Linked DNA regions of Ovis aries: region 2 is linked to region 1. A link is a contact called in public Hi-C data. All regions are on one chromosome and are shown on one strand. Each heading gives the region's core, a stretch centred on a gene start, on an enhancer-like site or on the middle of the called end of the contact. The rest is flanking DNA. Distances are from core to core; before and after follow the strand shown.

Region 1 (5,624 bases), core at 1,288-3,787:
TTGGCTCAAACTGCATCTGAAACAGGGTGAACCCATCTTGGTGAACTATGCAGACAATAGCTGGAGTCACATGCATTAATAAAAAAACCCACCTTCTCTTTTTCCTGCCCCACCTACCTTGCCCAGTACTCTCTCTAATCACCATATCCTGTTTTGAGAAACAAAAAGCTACCTTCAAAGGCAAACCTGAAATCTAAACATAAAAAGCGATGACAAAATGACCACAGATGATGAGGATGAAAGGCTGGGTGATGCATTTTATCTTTTCTGGAAGGCAGTCTTCCTTGGGCCTCCCTGATGTTGCCCTCGTTCATTTCATGTCCCTTTAAGTCAACAGCCAGAAATGACGATGGATGCTGGCGCTCAGCAGTAGACTGCCTCAAGCTCATCCTCCTTCCAGTTCCAAGCTGGGATTCAAGCCTGGTGTGGGCTGCGGTATGCAAGCTTTGAACTTGCCTGGCACATGTATGAAACAGTGTGATCCAACTGGTAGCAGAAATTCCATGTTTATGCAGAACAACATCTGCAGATTTTATCTCCAGTTACAGTCACCCTTGGTATTTGAAGAATGAAATGAAGCAACCACAGAAAGAGATAAAATGGCAAGTATTCTCTGTCCGGACTCTCTGTAGCTGTTGCAAATACAAATAGGCTTCACAACGAGAAAAGGAAAATAGGAAGATTGGGGGTTAGGGGGAAGACAGAAATATGAGCATTTATCTATCAGAGCTGGCATATAATTGATCCTGTGTCAGCTTTGGAGTGGTTGCTTAGAGCTAGAAATATGTGGGCTCCTGGCTCTGGCATGTGCAAAATGACGTAGGTACAAAGTTATTCATTGCAGGACTTCCCTGGTGGCTCAGTGGTAAAGAATCTGCCTGCCGATGCAGGAGACATGGATTCAATCCCTGGGTTGGGAAGATGCCCTTGAGAAGGAAATGACAATCCCCTCCAGTATTCTTGCCTGGAAAACCTCAGGGACAAGAGAAGCCTGGTGGGCTCCTCTTGACACAGAGTCAGACAGGACTTAGCAACTGAAAACAAATTCATTGCAACATTTTTTTTCTTTTACAGTAGCAAAACATTGGAAACAACCCAGTAAGCAAGAATGAAGCCCTGGTTAATTAAACTGTAGTATGTCTGTACAATGGAATATTGTGCAGCTGTAAAAGGAAAAGAATGAGGAAGGTCTTCATGCACTGATGTGGGAAGATCTACCAGGTAATTTGTGAAGTGAAAGAAGCAAGGCACAGAGCAATAGGTATCGTGTACCACGCTTGTGTACACATGGGAGAAAAATAAGTCTATACAGTTCTCATTAACTGGTATATGTATAGAGAAATGCTGAACGTGCCTCTACGACAAGGAGCGCACGACAGCGGTTACCTGTGTATGTGGCAAAATAGACAAGATGAGGGCAACTGGACATTTGCGGGTCAGTGGGGATGAGGTGTTTTTTAAACTTTTTATTTCATGTTGGAATACAGCCTATTAACAGTGTTGTGGTAGTTTTAGGTGACATCAAAGGGACTCAGCCATACACATCCATGTATCCATTCTCCCCCAAACTCCCCTCCCATCCAGGCTGCCATGTAACATTGGGCAGAGTTCCTTGTGCTAGACGATAAGTAGGTCCTTGTTGGCTATCCACTTTAAATATAGCAATGTATACATGTTCATCCCCAACTCCCTAACTAGACGAGAGACTTTTTATTGTATCTCTTTCTAGCCTTTATGATTTCGAAAGATGTGACTGTATAATATGCTTATGTGCTGTGCTCATTGCTCAGTTGTGTTCAATTCCCTGTGACCCCAGAGCCCGTCAGGCTCCTCTGCCCATGGAATTTTCCGGGCAAGAATACTGGAGTGGCGTGCCATTTCCTGCTCCAGAGGATCTTCCCAACCTAGGGAGCGAACCCACATCTCTTGTGTCTCCTGCATTGGCAGGCGGACTCTTCACGCCTAGCACCACCTAGGAAACCCATTAGTGTTTATAAATTAAATCAAATAAACAAGCATTATAGCTCTGACACTTTGTTACCAGCTGATCCTGGAAACTTACTTAACATCTTCCAGTCTGGATGTTGACTTCAGGGCAATGAAGATATTTACATTTGCCCTCCATGGCCTGCTAGGTCCCTGAGCAACAGTAAGTGGAAAGCCCAGTGCTTGGAGGAGTGCCCACAAATGTTGGGTGAGCTTCCTTCCCTATGGGAGTGCCAAGGTTCTCTCTGTTCTGGGGCAGAGCTGCGAGCCACTGGCTCCGAATTTCTCAGGAAACAATTTAGGTGCAACCTTCTCCTGCTTGCCTTGTCGAGACTTAGTATCTGAGTCGTAGCTCTCCAAGTAAAAATGATCGGTGACCTTAAGAATTCAGTGGCAAAAACAAAAAAAAAAAAAAAAAAAGAATTCAGTGGCCCCTGAACACTCTTTTGGGCGGGGCAGCCTCTAGAAACCTCTGCTTCACTTCCTTGTTGGTTTGTCTCTTCCCCATCGGCTGGCTCTGCTTGTAGTCAACTCTTGCCTGACTTCCTGGGGAGCAGTCCCAGGGCTCAGGTGCCTCCCCCGGGGGCGGGGGCGGGGTGGAAGGAGGCCGCTTGCCTGAAGTGAGGGGACCGAAGTCTGTTATCAGTGAATCAAGCTTTCTGCCCCAGGGAAGCCTTGGGAAGAGAGCCAGGAGCCGGAGGAGGGGCTCCGAGGGACCACCCAGCACCCCAGCCCGGTCTTGTGATGCGGGGGTCACGGGGTGCTCTGACATCGAGACTGGTGTGTGATCGTTCGCAGGTCAACGCCGAGAGTCGCAAGCGGAGCTCGGAGGTTAGGACAGAACCCGCAGTGCTGGGCGGAACAAAGCCAGCCGCACACACGCTTGCCCGGCCCTTTCGCTTCCTCGGGGAAGGGACCGCGCGCGGCCTCTAGCGGCCTCTCCTACACCTGCACTCCCGAGTCTACACCCTTGTGCATGATGGGTCCTGTGCAACTCTGCCGCGGGTACGTGGGCAAGAGGCTGCGGGACCGCGTGACGTGGTCCTCGGAAAACCCTAACCCGGCAGAGTTGTGGCGGGTCCCGTCGGCAAGCGTGTGAGTCAGGCTGGACCCCACCCGCCCCTCGCCTGCCGCTCTGGGCTCCACCCGCCTATCCACGCTGCATCCAGAGCTCCTCCCCACGCCCTTCCTCCGGCTCCTCTCCCAGCTCGGTTCCCCTCTCCGCCTCAAGTTATCCAGGGGCTGTCTGCTGCCGTTAATCTCAGGCAATGCTTTGCAGCACCGGTCGCTGCATGCCTTCAGGCCCTCCTCTGCACGGATCCTGGGGCCTAATATTTCTTGAATGAGTGAAGCAAGCCTGTTTGAGTAAGTTGAGAGAGGACCTGAAGTTGAACTGCTTCCATTCGCCTTAATCTATTTTCTAGGTTATTTAAAAACATGCAGCAGTGACTCTTTTCTGCCGATAGTTACAAAATTTTGGTATTATGAAATGTGCTGGACACAACGATCAAATCAAATCCTCTGATTTTTTGGAAGATCATTGTAAACCCTATCTTTGTTCCCTATTGAGAAACAAAACAAAAAACGAAACAACAAAAAACCACAAAAGACAAAAAAAAACCACCCAAACGCTTGCATACTCACTGGGTATATGAAACTGTTTAAGGTACAAGTACTACATTTTCTTGAACCCAAGATGGATCCTTTTAGGGCAATTACAAAGATATAACCTGGCTTTGATTTTTGTGCATATTCTTACTTCAAATGTCTGTTTTCTGTATTACCAGCTACTGTCCACAGAGGGTCATAAATCCCCTGGAGAAGTCATATGTTACACCACGTGATTTGCTTTGCATCTGTTTTGCAGCTGTTCACTTTGCAGTTTTATTTTGCCTGTTGGAAACCCTAGAGCAGTACTTCTGAAACATGAATGTACATACGGGTCACTTGGAGGATCTTGATAAAATGCAGATTTTGTGTTAGAAGGTCTGGGGAGGGCTGAGATTCTATAGTTCTAAGGAGACGCCAGGTGGTGCCGATTCTGCTGCTCCGGACACCACCCTTAGAATGGTGAGGTGGCGGAAAAATAGGAACAAAAGGACGGAACGCTCGTGGGATTAGTGTGGACGCGCTTGCACTGAGAACTGGCTGTGGAGGAGTTTTCCTTGGAGAGTCTGGTCTACTCTTCCCCTTGCCCTTCACTTTCCCTTTTCTTTAAAATATTCTTTCCTGTTGTCTTGATTGGAGAGAAACTGGGAAAGCAAAGCCAGAAGCTATGTTGATCCAGGATGTGTGGGTAACATCTTAGGCTTCTTCGGGTCATCTGGGCTGGAAGAAAATGAAAGGATCTGCAGCTTAGCTATCGCTGAACCCTGTGCGGCCTCTGCACTTTGTGTAAGAGCAACCAGAAGGAGACCCAGAACCGCGGTTTCAGTTCCCTCAACTTTATGTTACTAATGTGAGAGATACAGCGGGCATTTGCAAGGGGCTCTGCTCTGCTCTTTTCTTTCCGCATGCTGTGATCAAGGGCGGGGTTTCTCAGCTGCTGCACTGTTGAAATTTGGGGCTGGATAAATATTTGTTGTGGGAGAACCTGACTGTCCTGGGTGTTATAGGATGTTTGGCAACATCTCCTGGACTCTTACCATTTAGAAATCTGCAGCGCCTGCCCCGCCCCCGCCACTAGTTCCCAGTTGTCACAACAAAAAAAGTCTCCAGACATTTCCTAGATAACATCTTGGGGACCAAAATTGCCCTTGTTTGAGAAACACTGATCTAAGATAAAGAATATTCCGTCAGTTCTACTCGATGTCTATCTTTCCCAGCTTTATCTGTCTTTTTAAATAGCATCTTATTTTCCACTTCCTAGGTGGAATGTTTCTAAGTGGGATACCACAAAATGAAGTTTCCAAATTAGTGACGCTAAGGCATATCAGTTTGTACTCCGTGCCTATTCCAATGGATTGGTTCTGGCTACTAGAGACACTAGGTTGAAGAGGGTTCTGAGGATTCCATTTGCATCAGGAAATAGCATTGTCTGCCACGGATGTGGGGTAGAGTGGCCATTATGTTTGCCATGAGTTTGTCTCATTTAAAACTATAAATTGCCAGCTTCCTCTGCATTCCAGTTTATTCTCAGGGGGGCAGTAGCTGGAGTCTGTTGAAAAGCATGTTGGCTTTGGGATCTGAAGATCTGAGTTGGAATTCCAGCTATGCCATTTACTAAATATGACCTTGAATGAGTGGATCATTTAATCTCGAGTTTCAGTTTCCTCAGCTTAGAAAATGGGCTATTCATTCCTAGGTCATACAATGGGTGTGAGGATTAAAGGAGACAAATGAAAGTATCAAAATAGTACCTGTCTTACAGGGCAGAGGTCCCCAACCCCTGGGGCCATGGACTGGTGCTGATTCGTGGTGTGTTAGGAGCTGATCCACACAGCAGGAGGTGAGTGAGCAAAGCTTCATCTGTATTTACGATTGCTTCAGGTGGCGCTGGTGGTGAAGAACCTGCCTGTCAATGCAGGAGACATAAGAGATGTGGGTTAGATCCCCTGGGTTGGGAAGATCCCTTGCAGGAGGGCGTGGCAACCTACTCCAGTGTTCTTGCCTGGAGAATCCCATGGACAGAAGAGCTT
Region 2 (5,624 bases), core at 2,158-4,657, 51 kb before region 1:
CCTAAACACTATAAATGCAGAGTTCTGTCCTACTGAGTCACACTGCCAGGCCCACTCAAAGATTAACAACTGATTGAGAAGATAAAACTGCTAATTCTATTAACGTTCAGCTCAACTTCACCTTTTAAAAAATTGCATTTAAGACTCAATTCCCAGAAGCATTCCCTCTTTTTTTTTTAACTGTTATACTAGGGGCACTACTTTTGTAGAATTAACAAATCAAAACATAACAAATAATTATATATATTACTATCAGTAGGAATACCACATATTATTTCACAACAGCCACTGTGCATTTCTTTTTAAAAAAAAATTAATTTATCTTAATTGAAAGCTTTACAATATTGTGGTGGTTTTTGCCACACATCAAGATGAATCAGCTACGGGTGGACATGTGTCCCCCATGCTGAATCCCCCCCCCAACCTCCCTCCCCACCCCATCCCTCTGGGCTGTCCCACAGCACCGGTTTTGAGTGTCCTGAGAAGCGTTCCCTCTTTATGTAAAACAGAGAAACCAGTATGCTCAGATGCATCAGACTTTTAAACATGCTTTAAATCATTCAAAAAAGTACCCAAATCACTGTCATTACAGCTACCAGATAGCAGGCATACTATGACGATCATCACACAGCTTCATTTATTTCTAAGAAGGCTCTAAAGTATGTTACTATACCTTACACGGTAGGAAGCCGAAGCTCAGAGGGGATAAGGGACCTGCCTACCCAGGTCAAGGCTACCCACCTAATCAACGGAAGGGTGGGGATTTGAATTCAAATTTACCTAATTCCAAAGAATGTGCGTTCTTCTACACTGTGCTACCTCCCCAGGTCACAACAGAGGTATAAACAGGCAGGGGAGTGAATGAATGGATGTGCCGGGCAGTCTTAGCCATTTCAACAAAAAAGGGAGAAATTTCCCCAATCAGAAACCACTTTACAAAATCCACAGCACACGATTTAAACCTCGATTCTTTTCAAGAAGTAATTAACGGGTTAACAGGAAAGGTCAGACATCCTTGTATGAAGTACAGTAAATCGCATTACAGGCCTGCAAGTAAGCTGTCACCGTGAACGAGTCCTCAGGTTCAGTGGTTCTCTGGGTCCCATGTTTGGGTGAAGTACCAATCAAGCCACTTCGCCCAATACAAATACCTCCTGAGCACCTGTGCTAAGACTCCTGGGCAAAGAGGCACACAGCTGAGACTCATCACAGCCCTGCGGAGTCAACAGGCTGGAAAAGGAGTCCATTTATATTACATATGCAGTAACTAGTCGTTAGGCAAAAAAAAATGAAGTGCAAGAAACCCTAAAAAAAAGATTTAAAAAAAATAAAGTGCAAGAAACCCTTAAAAAAGATATGTATAACATGCTATCAGAGAGGCAGAGGAACTGATCTGCTTGTCACTTAAGGTTCTAAGCAGTGTTTGTTTACATTTTGTCCCTCCCTGACAACTCCTTTCAACCTCTGTCAACCCCTCCTCCCAGCCCCCACCCCACCCCCTACATACAAGCCATCTAAAGCTGCACAACTTTGGGAAGGAAAACCCAAAGGGCAAGGATTATGACTCCTAAAACCAACCTTGTGGCTGTACTTCAAAAATCCAAGCTTATGCCATCAGGACATTTTTCTTTAGCTTTGGCAGGTGAACACAGTTGCAAAATGAGGCCAAAGAAACCAGAAAAACCCAGGGCACACCTCACATCGGTCACTCAGCAGGAGAAACCAATCCAAAGGCAAACTGACCCGCACGGTGTTTGGTTCGAAGTTTACTTGTTAATTTAACAGACGGCAAAGGAATACAAAACAATGGATAGAAACACATTCTGGTCATTTTCTTCCACCACGCAATTTGACAGACATTTATGCTGGATCCACCGTGGGGATTTAAACAGAATCATTCTGACTTCATAAGCCAAATGAACTGAATTCAGCAGAACGAAGCACCCAAAGCTTGACAACAGGGCTTGCCGTCTGCAAATCCCCAAGAGACCACGGAAGGCTACGGGACTGTAACAATGATTTATCACAGTTCCTTTACAAACTTGCTGAAAACGATTCTTCCAAGTGATTTTTCCAGCGTTTATCCTGATCTGGGGGATCCAACGATTTAAAAAAAAAAAATAGAAAAAGTCACTTATGAAAATAAAACGGGGGAGGGGGTTGCTGAACGAGAAAAAAAGGCACTGTTTTTTACTTTAGTTCCGTATGCCTGCGGCAACAAACTCTCAAAATAACTTCACTGAGGAGTGTTAAAAAGCTCAGACTGAACACCAAGTATTGCTCAATCCAACTTACATTTGTGAACTTCTGAGTTCACAGTTAAGATCTAGAAAACTAAATGCTACGGAGTCATTTTGTTCTAAGCACTATTACCAAAAAAAAACAAAACCCTATCCTTTCTTCTGATAGAAAAACTCTTGAGGACTTCCCCCATATTTATTTAAAAGTTTAACCTACTGGTTGACTTTGGTGGGGGGGGAAGAGGGGGGAAGGAAAAGGGGTTCAGTAAGTGGTATTTACCAAAAAAAAAAAAGTATTCTTTGGTTTCAAAGTTTGGCTGCACTTGAACTCGACAAGAGCGGAGCCCAGGCCACGGTCCCAAGGCGGGTCCCCCCCGGGCTGCACGTCTCCGACCCGCGCGGGCGCCCCGGCCGCGCCCCCGGGAGCAGGCGCCCAGGGCGCCCCCGCGAGGCCGGCCCGGCCCGGCGTGTTTACCGCTCGCCGCAGCCCCCGAGAGCCGCTCCCTCGAGTCCTCGGCACTTGTTCGCCGGCACCCGGACCGGTGGGACCCGCGGAGCAGCCGCAGCTCCCGGGGGCGGGGGGCGACTGCGGCCCCCGCTCCCGGAGGAGCCGACCCGGAGGTCCGGGCCCCGCCGGGATGCCTCGCGGGAAGGGGCCATCGCAGCCGGGCGGGACCGGCCGCGCCCCCCCAACCCGGGAGCGGAGGCGGCCCCGGGGTTGGGCTGCGGGAGCGGCGAGGCGCGCCGCGGCCCCGGGCAGACAATGCGTGATGGGGGGCCCGGGCTGAGGCGCGGGGAGCCGGGGGGCGATCCCGCGCGCCCATGCATCCCAGCCCGCGCGCGCCCCCGGCCGCACCCCAGCAGCCCCGCGCCCCCTCCCGGAGCGGCCCGCGATCCCCGCCGCGACCCCTCCTCTAACCGCAAAACTTCCCCCAACTCCGCCGAGTTCAATCGCGCTCTCACCGTGCGGTGCCCGGGGCTCCCCCGCGGGCCGAGCTGGAGCAGCTCCGCACCTTGGCCGCGGAGAAAGACAATAAGCGGCCGCTCCCCCGGCGGCGGCTTGGAAACTGCGGCGGCCGAAGCGAGGAGCGGGAGCGGCGACCTCGGCGGAGCCCAGGAGCCTCTCCGCAGCTGCTCCGGCTCGGCGCTAGCCCTGCCCACAGCCCCAAACCGCCCGCGCATGCGCCGCGCGCCGCTAGGGAGGTGGGCGGGACACCCAGGGGGCGGTAACGCCTCCGAGCCCGCCGTGAGTGAGCGCGGCGCCAGGAGCTGCGCGCCGGGGTTGCGCGGCAGAGCTGCCCATCAAACCCCTCCCGGCTAATAGGAAGGCGCCTGGGCGGCCCCTCAGGTTGCTAAGGAAGGCTGAGGTTGACGGCAGCTGCTGCGCTCCGGCGAAGTGATCAAAGTCGGGTGGCTGGTGGAGGTGCCGACTGATATGCTCACCCACCCTCTCCTCTGCTCCCTGACTCCGGAAACCGCCCTTCCTCTGTGTCAGGGTGCTCACCTGAGCGGCAGCACTTACCATAACACACCCTGAGATGATTTACTCTTCTCTTTCCCTCCCCTTGAAATCAGAAAGTGGGGTCTTTTCCAGAGAGTGGAGCGCAGTGCCTTTGAGAGTCGCTGCTAGGTATTCAACAAGTGTTTTAGTTAGATGGGTCGCTGGCGTATGATGGCATCGGGATTGTGACAGGGTATTCCGTGAACTTTGGGCTTTTCACCGCAAATCTTCAAGTTGCAAGGACATAAAAAATCATCTGGTCGCTTTTGAGAAACAAAATGTGGTCTCTTGGTACACGAAGAAGCTCATTTTGCAAGTTGTGCGTTTTAGTGTATATTGGGGAGAAACACCTATCACATCAAACGATTATTTCATTTATGTTGTTTCTTAGATAAAAATGAATCTACTTAGAGAAAAACTTTACGTAAAAAATGGACACACTTTATATGAACTTGATATAAGTTCAGAGATGTGCAAATTGATTGTAATCAAGGCAAGAACAGTGGTTACCTAGAGAGAGAAGCATTATTGGCTGGAAAGTGTAGGGCGGGTGCTGGGTACGTTTGGTATTTTGATCTGGATGGTAGATAACAAAGGTATAGACTTAGACGGTGAAAATTCATCCAGTGTACAATGAAGATTAGTGTACTTTTACACATATTCATATTTTTATATCAACTTAAAATACTTACAAACGATATGCCCCACAAAAATGTGAAGATGCAAGCGACTATCTTTTGTGAAACCCTGATCTAGTCAAGTTCCTACCAGAGTGGGGATTTTGTGGATACTTCCTGTTTGTATGGGAGACAGAGCCTCTGGCCCTCTATCGCTGCAGCTCCGGGCTCTTTCTTCTCCTCCAGTCTCGGCGGGGGCGTCAGGAAAGGGCCCCAACCGCCTCTGGCCCCACACCCTGCGCCGTCCTGTCCTAGGCCCCAGCAATCTGAGGCCGGCCAGTCGGCTTCTCACCAGCCCTCGCCCCACCCAAGCTTTCCCCACCCCAAATCCCTGGGAAGGAAAACGCCTCCTGCGAAATCTGTATGCAGGTCAAGAAGCAACTGTAGAACCCCACATGGAACAACAGACTGGTTCCAAATTGGGAAAGGAGTACTATCAAGTCTGTATATTGTCACCCTGCTTATTTAACTTAAATGCAGAGTACATCAAGCGAAGTGCTGGGCTAGATGAAGCACAAGCTAGAATCAAGATTGCTGGGAGAAATATCAATAACCTTAGATATGCAGATGACACCACCGTTATGGCAGAAAGCGAAGAACAACTAAAGAGCCTCTTGATGAAAGTGAAAGAGGAGTGTGAAAAGGCTGGCTTAAAACTCAACATTCAAAAATTGAAGATCATGGCATCCGGTCCCATCACTTCATGGCAAATAGATGGGGGAAACAGTGAGAGACTTTTATTTTTTTAAACACCATTAAAACACCTGATGGCACAGGGTGTGAGGCCCGAGGCTGTTGGGGCCCATTCCTGACGCCCCTGCTGAGATTGGAGGAGAAGAAAGAGCCCGGAGCTGCAGCGATAGTGGGCCGGAGGCTCTGTCTCCCATACAGGCAGTAATAAATAAACACCATTTATTTTGGGGGGCTCCAAAATCACTGCAGACGGTGACTGTAGCCATGAAAGTAAAAGACGCTTTCTCCGTAGAAGAAAAGCTATGACCAACCTAGATAGCATATTAAAAAGCAGAGACGTTACTTTGCCAACAAAGGTCCACTAGTCAAGGCTATGGTTTTTCCAGTAGTCATGTATGGAAATGAAGGTTGGACCATAAAGAAAGCTGAGTGCCGAAGAATAGATGCTTTTGAACTGTGGTGTTGGAGAAGATTCTTGACAGTCCCTTGGAATGCAAAGAGATCCAACCAGTT

Evidence for each region. A called contact is a pair of places that touch in the nucleus more often than the background predicts.
Region 2: a contact with region 1 is called in a Hi-C map of skin fibroblasts, with 3 times the contacts expected there. The contact joins the promoter of AKAP13 here to the enhancer-like site in region 1. A contact is called at or near these places in 5 of 16 Hi-C or Micro-C datasets (blood, mesenteric adipose tissue, skin fibroblasts and 1 more).

The regions. Positions count from the first base shown.
Region 1 is chr18:15,564,339-15,569,962 of ARS-UI_Ramb_v3.0, reverse strand. No RefSeq gene overlaps it. Among named protein-coding and RNA genes, the nearest start is that of TRNAY-GUA, 48 kb to the left of the region's middle. Within about 2 kb of position 2,537, at least 41 of the 54 cell types and tissues checked have an H3K27ac peak or open chromatin away from gene starts, as enhancers often do.
Region 2 is chr18:15,616,438-15,622,061 of ARS-UI_Ramb_v3.0, reverse strand. AKAP13 (A-kinase anchoring protein 13) reads right to left here and starts at 3,407. Exons shown (of 39, transcript XM_060402005.1): 1 at 3,204-3,407.